Linked DNA regions of Oryctolagus cuniculus: region 1 is linked to region 2. Evidence: chromatin contacts called from public Micro-C data. All regions are on one chromosome and are shown on one strand. The core of a region is the stretch at or near the end of the contact, and the rest is flanking DNA. Distances in the headings are between cores, read along the strand shown.

Evidence for each region. A called contact is a pair of places that touch in the nucleus more often than the background predicts.
Region 1: a Micro-C map of ear pinna shows a contact between it and region 2, with 5 times the contacts expected there. The contact joins the promoter of HERC4 here to the promoter of SIRT1 in region 2. A contact is called at or near these places in 2 of 6 Hi-C or Micro-C datasets (ear pinna and an unstated tissue).

Annotation. Positions count from the first base shown.
Region 1 is chr15:60,017,020-60,020,681 of mOryCun1.1, reverse strand. It overlaps HERC4 (HECT and RLD domain containing E3 ubiquitin protein ligase 4), which reads left to right and starts at 1,930. Exons shown (of 26, transcript XM_002718458.5): 1 at 1,930-2,314; 2 at 3,536-3,566.
Region 2 is chr15:59,832,714-59,836,282 of mOryCun1.1, reverse strand. It overlaps SIRT1 (sirtuin 1), which reads right to left and starts at 2,071. Exons shown (of 10, transcript XM_008270059.4): 1 at 1,563-2,071; 2 at 41-157. The coding sequence starts at 1,995. LOC127484288 (small nucleolar RNA SNORD77) reads left to right here and starts at 580; the gene lies at 580-647.

The sequences.
Region 1 (3,662 bases), core at 681-3,180, 180 kb before region 2:
TGGTTCACTTCCCAAATGGCTGCATCTGCCATAGCTGGGCCAACCCGAAGCCAGGAGCTAGGAGGTGCCCCTGCCACTCATGTGGGAAACCCAGAAGCAGCTCCTGCCTCTTGGCTTTGGATTGGCCCAGCTCTGGCTATTGTGGTCATTTGGGGAATGAACCAGGGGAGGGAAGACTTTTGCCTCTGTCTTTCCTTCTCTCTCTAACTCTGCCTTTCAAATAAATAAAATGAATCTTAAAAAAAAATTCCATGTAGAGATGTGTCCATGTGGCAGAACTGTCCAATTCATGCTTTCCTTTATTTAGTGCAAGATAAAGTGGTACTTGTGAACTCAAATGACTGTTTCCTAAACTTCTGTTTCTAGGTGTGTAGTTTTAGCTAATGTAATATGTACGACAGTGATACACAGCGCTTCCCAGATAAGAATTAAGAACCTACCCCCACCTTCCCAGGTCCCTGGAAATCAATCTTTACTCATTAGGAACTTGCACTTGGACTATTGAAAGATAAAAAGCACACTTTAATGCTAAGCCATTCAACTTTTATTTGTCTTGACATCAAGTGCCTGTCTTAGGATATCCTGTATCCCATAACTTTGTTTTAATGATATATTATTCTGAGGCAAAATGTTTTTAAGGTTAAAAGACAACAGAGTTCTAAAAAAACAATGAAGCTGTCGAAATAAGAATTAAGAATGTTTTGTAGACATTCTCATAACTCCTAAGGTTGGAAGTATGCTTGTTTTGCTTAATCATCGTTTCATTGTACACTTATTTTTGTTATGGGTCCTCACCTCTAGTACCTGTGAGTGTGACCTTACTTGAAAACAGGGTCTTTGTAGGTGCAATCAAGTTAAGATGAGGTCATACTGGGTTGGAATATCCTTATGAGAAGAGAAATGTGAACATGAACACAGGGAAAACCAAGTAGAGATGGAGGCAGAAGTTAGAGTAAAGCTTCTACAAGGGCTGCCAAGGGCTGTTGGCAACCACCAGAAGTGAGGACAGTGTGGTGGAAAAGGCTCTGCCTCTGAAATTTCCAAGGGGGAATCAACCCTGCCACCTTTTGGACATTTGCCCTCTGTAACTGTGAGATACTAAATTTTTGTTTTAATCTATTCGGTTTGTTGTAGTTTGTTATGGCTCAATACAAATACTTAAGCATATACTAGCACAGACGCTTCCCAATCTGGAATGCACCTTTTCAGTTAGAGAGAAACATGGCCTATTGCGGATTGTCTTCTAGGTTCTCAGTAGGAACTTCTCAGTCACCGTTCTTAAAGTCTAACAGAAAACCTCAAAAGTGCCCAGTTTCAAGTTCTCTTGTTTTTAAAGAGATTATGTTAAAACTGGCCTGTGAGATGCGGACTCCGTCTCTATGAAGAAGGCACCCGAGTCCTATTTGTTACCTAATTTTCTCTAATTTAGGGAGGTTCTGCAGTTAAGCTTATCTTCCAGGAGAGTGCAGAAAGTGACAGGAGGCAACACTGCATCAGGGACACAAACTGGGGCTGGTATTTAATGCGCGTAGTTTCAACCACTGCTATCACTATATCTTGCATACTCAGACTTCCAGCTGAAGTTAAAGAGCAAAATAAGCCATCAGTTGCCTCTATATCCGTATTTGTTAGTTCCACCTGTACTTGAAAATCGCCCCTGGAAACGGCAGAATAAAATACAACGACTAAACCTACGAGCAGAAAGCCAACCAAAACAAAAACCGAAGAGATCTGCTTCATTAAAAAGCACAGGCGTTGCTAAAAACACGTTAACTAACGCCTTCTGGGCTCGTCTCCGCAAGCCACCACTACGCGCAGCTGCACACTGCGCAAGCGCAGGGTCGACGCGCCCCGGGAGGATTCCCGCGCAGGCGCGCGGGCCGGGAAGTAGCTGGGTTCGCGCGCGTGCTCCGCGACTCACTTCCGGCCACCCCTCCCCACCCCCACCCCCCGCCTGGCCACCTCCCCCTCTCCCTTCTCCCCTGCCTCTTTCCCTAACTCTCTCCACCCCTCGCGCTCTCCGCCCAGCTCGCCTCCAGTCCTTCCCCGCCCTCTCCATCCGGGTCGCTGACTGCTGTCTCTGGACTGGACAGCGGTGGTGGCCGCTTTCCTCTGAGGAACCCGGTAAAGTTTCAGGCGAGCCGGAGAGGGGAGCAGCGGCACCGACGCCGGAGGAGCCTTGTTGGCCGCCTCCACTGGCTTGAAGGAGGAGGGTTCCAGAAGCCGAAAACCTGCTTCGGCAGCCGCGCCGCCTCGTTCCCTGGGGAGGGGCCGCCCGCAGTCGCCCTGGGCATTTTCTACCCCGAGGGCCCGGGTGAGTCGTTGCCCCGGTGGGGTTCGGGGGTGTGTGTGACGGTGTTAGGGAGGGGCCGGCGGAGCTGGCGGACGAGGCCGGCCTGGCGCGAGGCGCTGGCTCGGCGCTTGCTGGGGGCGAGGGCACGGTCGGGACTCCCTGGCCCCGGGGCTGGAATGTGGCACCTCCCCGGCGAAGGGCCTCCCTCGGGCTTGAGGCCGCGGGGTGCCCAGCCTCGGCCGCCGGCCTCTGCGGCGGCTGCGAGCCGGCAGCTGCGGTAGTTGGCTGGGCTGTCCGCGAGGTTGGGTGTGTGCGGACGATTTCTCTTCCCCCGTCCCCGTGAACTGGGTCTGGGTGCGCGTTCCGGGGAAGCTGGGACGAAGCCGCTTCTCATTCCCTACCTGTTGCTGGCGAGAGGAAGGCTTTCTAGTACCCCTTCTGACTTTTTTTTTTTTTTTTTAAAGAGGATGGTTGAGCCTCGCCCGTAGAATTAGGGAGTATTTTTTTTCCTGTTTTGTCTTTCTTAAAAAAAGACAATGCAGAACTCTCGGGAACAATCCAGTTCTGATGTCCCTAAAGCATGAAATCCAACGTGTGAATGGATGAGTCGTGGAATGGGGCATCTTTGGCGCTTGCTAGTAGGAAAATTGGGTTTTGAACTTCGAAGGTTTTGCGTAAGGAATGTGGGTGATAACAACAGGAGTAAAGCTGACGTTCAGTAATGGTGTTGTTTAATAATGCGAAGTATTTAAAAATCTGTGTAGTTTTATTTAAATGAAATGGACTCGTTGATTGTTATCCGAGTCTTTACAGTCGAAGAAATATTCAGTCTATGTACTGGAAAGTTCTGCGGATTTCGCCAACAAACTATCAGTGTCCCAGCCCCCATTCCTATTCTTGAAAAATCAGCAGTGCTGGGTTATTTAGAATTTTCTTCCCCAATATTTCAGTCACAGTTGCCACTCGTGACGTTGAATTTGGAGAAGAATCTTGATATCTAAGTAGCATATTTTCCTCCTTTATGATAGTGCATATTGATTTAGTTTTGAAATTAAATTTGTGATGAGGTTGCAGTGTTAGTACTTTGATTTTTAAAATACAATTTTTGGAGGCGATTTCTTATAATTGTGACTTGAAAAATCCTGGTTTTCTCTGCATACAGCTTGTTGGTATGAATAATTGGAAGTCATTTAAATTGTGGGAAATTAAAAAATTCAATTACTGGTTTTATTTCTGTTACAGGTAAGAACTTCAGTTTTCTGTTGATGTGGAGGTAGGTATTAGAGGGTTTAATTACGCTATGACTTTTAGGGGATTGCAGGATGATGTGTCTGCTGTTAGCTCAATTTTTCATCGTTTCCTTCATTTT
Region 2 (3,569 bases), core at 822-3,321:
AGAGGGAAAATGGGGGGAGGGGCACAGCTCTGAACCATACCTATCCGTGGCCTTGGAGTCCAGTCACTAGAGCTTGCATGTGAGGCTCTGTCGTCGTCATCGCTTTCACATGAGTGAAAGCCATTAGTGATAATTTCATCACCGAACAAGAGATTATCTGCAAAAGAAATCAACATTAAGGCTGCTGACAGCCTGCATCTGAAATGCAAGAAGACTCATCAGTGGTCACAAAGCAACCATTTTTAATGACTAAAGCATTTAACATACATCCCGCATGTGTAAAGGTGGTCAACATTCACAAGAGCAGTTCTCTGATCCTCAAGAGATCCTTTGCAGAATTCAAAGCTTCAGTCTATCAAAAATCTGAGTCTACTTTTTAAAAAGTCAAAACAGAATAAGAGGTAGTCTCTATAGACTGAGCTTAGCAATCATACAAGCAAAGGAGTACATGCAAGTTGTCAAAATTTACCCACCAACGTTGTGAAAACCAAGGCTGCCTGCACTCTGGGCTTTTATATACTACTAAACATACTTAGCTATTTCTGCATTATCTGTTTCTCCCATTTATTGTGCTTCTAAATACTATGATGGTTCCTTAGTTCAGCAGACTGAATCACAAAGAAATTTAATATTTGCCAAATTTACCTGAAGGAGGAAGGAATTTTGTTTCTTGAAATCAGGAGCTGCTTCACCTGTGCAGTCCCTGATGTATACACTACACATTTTTTTTTTTCCATGTGGCTACTAAATGCTCCACTGGCTAGTTCCGACACAGTACTGACAGACACAGAAACTTCTCAAGTCAAACTATGAAACCCTCAAGGACAAGACATGTACTTCAGTATGTCAAAAACATGTCAACCTGCTTCAGGATCACATATATACAGAAGAATCCCATTTAGCTTAAAACCACTTCAGAACACGACTCAACCACAATATTAATATAAAGCACTCTGAAAGTACTTCATTATGCGATCCCCACTAAACGCATCACAAAAGACTGCTTTAGAAACTATGCTTTTAAAGTTTTCAGGTTAAGACCTCAGAAAGCCGCTTTGCTCTTTCCAAATTTATAACTACAAGTTTAAAAGTACAGATCGTCAAATAAATAAATAAATGGCACAGGTGTCAGTTTGCACGGGCAACTGCGAAAGGTCGACCAACGGGACGGCCGAAAGTTGCAGACTTTAAGTGTGCTGGTGAAGGAGGAGGAGAGCAAAGTAAGTTCAACGAAAGCAATACTAGAAGAGAGAAAACTTATTTGTAAAGCCAAGGGAGACAGCGTCCACACCCGGCGGCTGCGTCGAACGCCGCAAGGCCGCCGAGAGGGGCCGCGGACCGAGGGAAGACAAGGAGCAAGTCCGCGCGCAGCTCCCCACCGCACGGCCGGCAGCCCGGGAGCAGCGCGGCTGAACGGAGGGCCGCCATGGGGAGAGGATCCCGCGAGCCAGCCCGGAACCCCCGGCCCGCCCTAGAGACCCCCCCCCCAACCGGACACTAGGAGGGGCCCCGAGAGGAGGAGGAGGGGGATGCGCAGTCCCGGCCGCCCGCGCCCTGCGCACCTCTGTACCCAATCCCCGCCGCCGCCTCTTCCTCCTCTTCGCCCTCGTCGTCGTCGTCTTCGTCTTCGCAGAAATCGTCGGCCGGCGGCGGCTCCCGGGGTAGGCCCTGCAGGCCAGGCCCATTGTCTCCTCCGGCCGCTACCATAGCCTGGGCCTCTCGCTCCCCGCCCGTCGCCGTCGCCGCCTCCGCCTCCCGCCACAGCGCCGCCGCCACAGCCGGGCAGCTCCCGGCCGCCGCCGCCGCCGCCGCCGGCACCTCACGCTCGGGGGCCGGCCCGCCGGACTCGCCCGGGCTCCACCCGAGGCCAGGGCCGTCTCTCCGCGGCCTCTTGCGGAGCGGCTCTCCAGCAGGCGGCGAAGCGGCCTCCCTCTCGGCCGCCGCAGCCGACGGGGAGCCGCCAGGCTGAAGGGCGAGCGCCGCCTCGTCCGCCATCTTCCAACTGCCTCTCTGGCCCTCCTTCCTCGCCTCCTCTGCTCCCGCTCGACGCGCGGCACTGGCGCCCCCGCGGCTCCGGCTGCGGGAGATTTAAACCCCGTCACGTGACCTGCCTCCGCCCCCGCCCCCGCCCTCCCGCCGCTCCCGCCACCCACGCGGGCCGAACCACAACACGGCCGGTCACGTGGCGGGCGGAGGCCCGGGCGTCTCCCTCTCTGCTCGGGCGGGGAGGAAACGCGGCTCGGGCGGCCTGAGGCCCCTCCCCTCAGTGGCGGGCGTGTCTTGCACGCTCGCTCGGCGGCCGCTTTTGAACTTCTGTTTGGAAGCGTCCTGAACTCAGGACCGTCCGGAAGGCACACGTTTTGGTTCACGGAGTTTCCACTTCTGCCTCCAGCGCACACCTTCCCTGCCTAGCCCTGTCTGCATTTTTAGCTAAGGGTTAAAGTTGGGCTCCTGAGAGGCGATGAGGACTGAAGCTTCGCTCCTTGAAATAACGCTGGGTAGCCGTTGGGCTTTTGTCAGTGGGGAGGAAAGAACAAGGCGCTCTGCCGCCCCCGCGCCATTCTGACAGCCCTTCTTCAGCTCCTTTGCTTGGCCCTCCCCTTCAGTGATTGGCTCTTGTGCCCTGTCGCCCTCACTTGTGGGGCGAGATTGTCAGATCCTCACAGGCGTGTGTCCCCGTCCTAGGTCCTTTGACCTGGGAACTTGGGAGTCAGCCTATCAGCTTTCGGTCCGTAACTTGTACTCAAATGTGTGTGCGTTCCTACCTGTGGGCCCCGGTGTTCTCAGGTGTAGTGATTGCATTGGGTCAAGTCGGGCAGTCGAGAACAAGGCTCGGCCACTCCCCATCTCTGGGTTTGCTTTAAATTTGGGATTCTTGTATACCGAGCAAGTTAGCCTTTTCTAAATCCAATTTTTTCTCATAATACCTATTTTGCAGGGTTATGAAAATTAAATAAGCTAGCTATATTTAAAAGGTACATAGTAGTTCAAAAACCAGAGTTGCTTCCCCACTGGAAACTCCACCACTTTCCACTTGCCCTGGAAAATTGTTACTTTACAGCCATAACTAAGGACCTATGCTTTGCGTGGCATCTGCCTGCAGCATTTCTAGTCACTTAAAGAACTTCTCAGCGTTCATAGCACACCATTCCTTAAACTGACTATGGGTCCTGGATATATTGCACCGATACCTGCATGACCTTAGGCAAGCAACTCAAGCTCTGTTGCTTTAGCTTCAAAAAGAACCAAGAAGGCTGGAAACTCATTTTTGAGATATCATTTACTAGTTTCAAAAATGTTTGCACTTCAAATTAAACAGAATCTCCCTTTGACAGCCAGTCACTTCCTTCCATTTTTGAAAGTGAACATCCCTCAAGTAAGAAGCCTTAAAACCATCGTTGTCCGCTGGCACCGCGGCTCACGTGGCTAATCCTCCGCCTGCAGCGCCGGCACCCCAGGTTCTAGTCCCGGTTGGGGCCCCGGATTCTGTCCCGGTTGCCCCTCTTCCTGTCCAGCTCTCTGCTGTGGCCTGGGAGTGCAGTGGAGGATGGTCCAGGTGCTTGGACCCT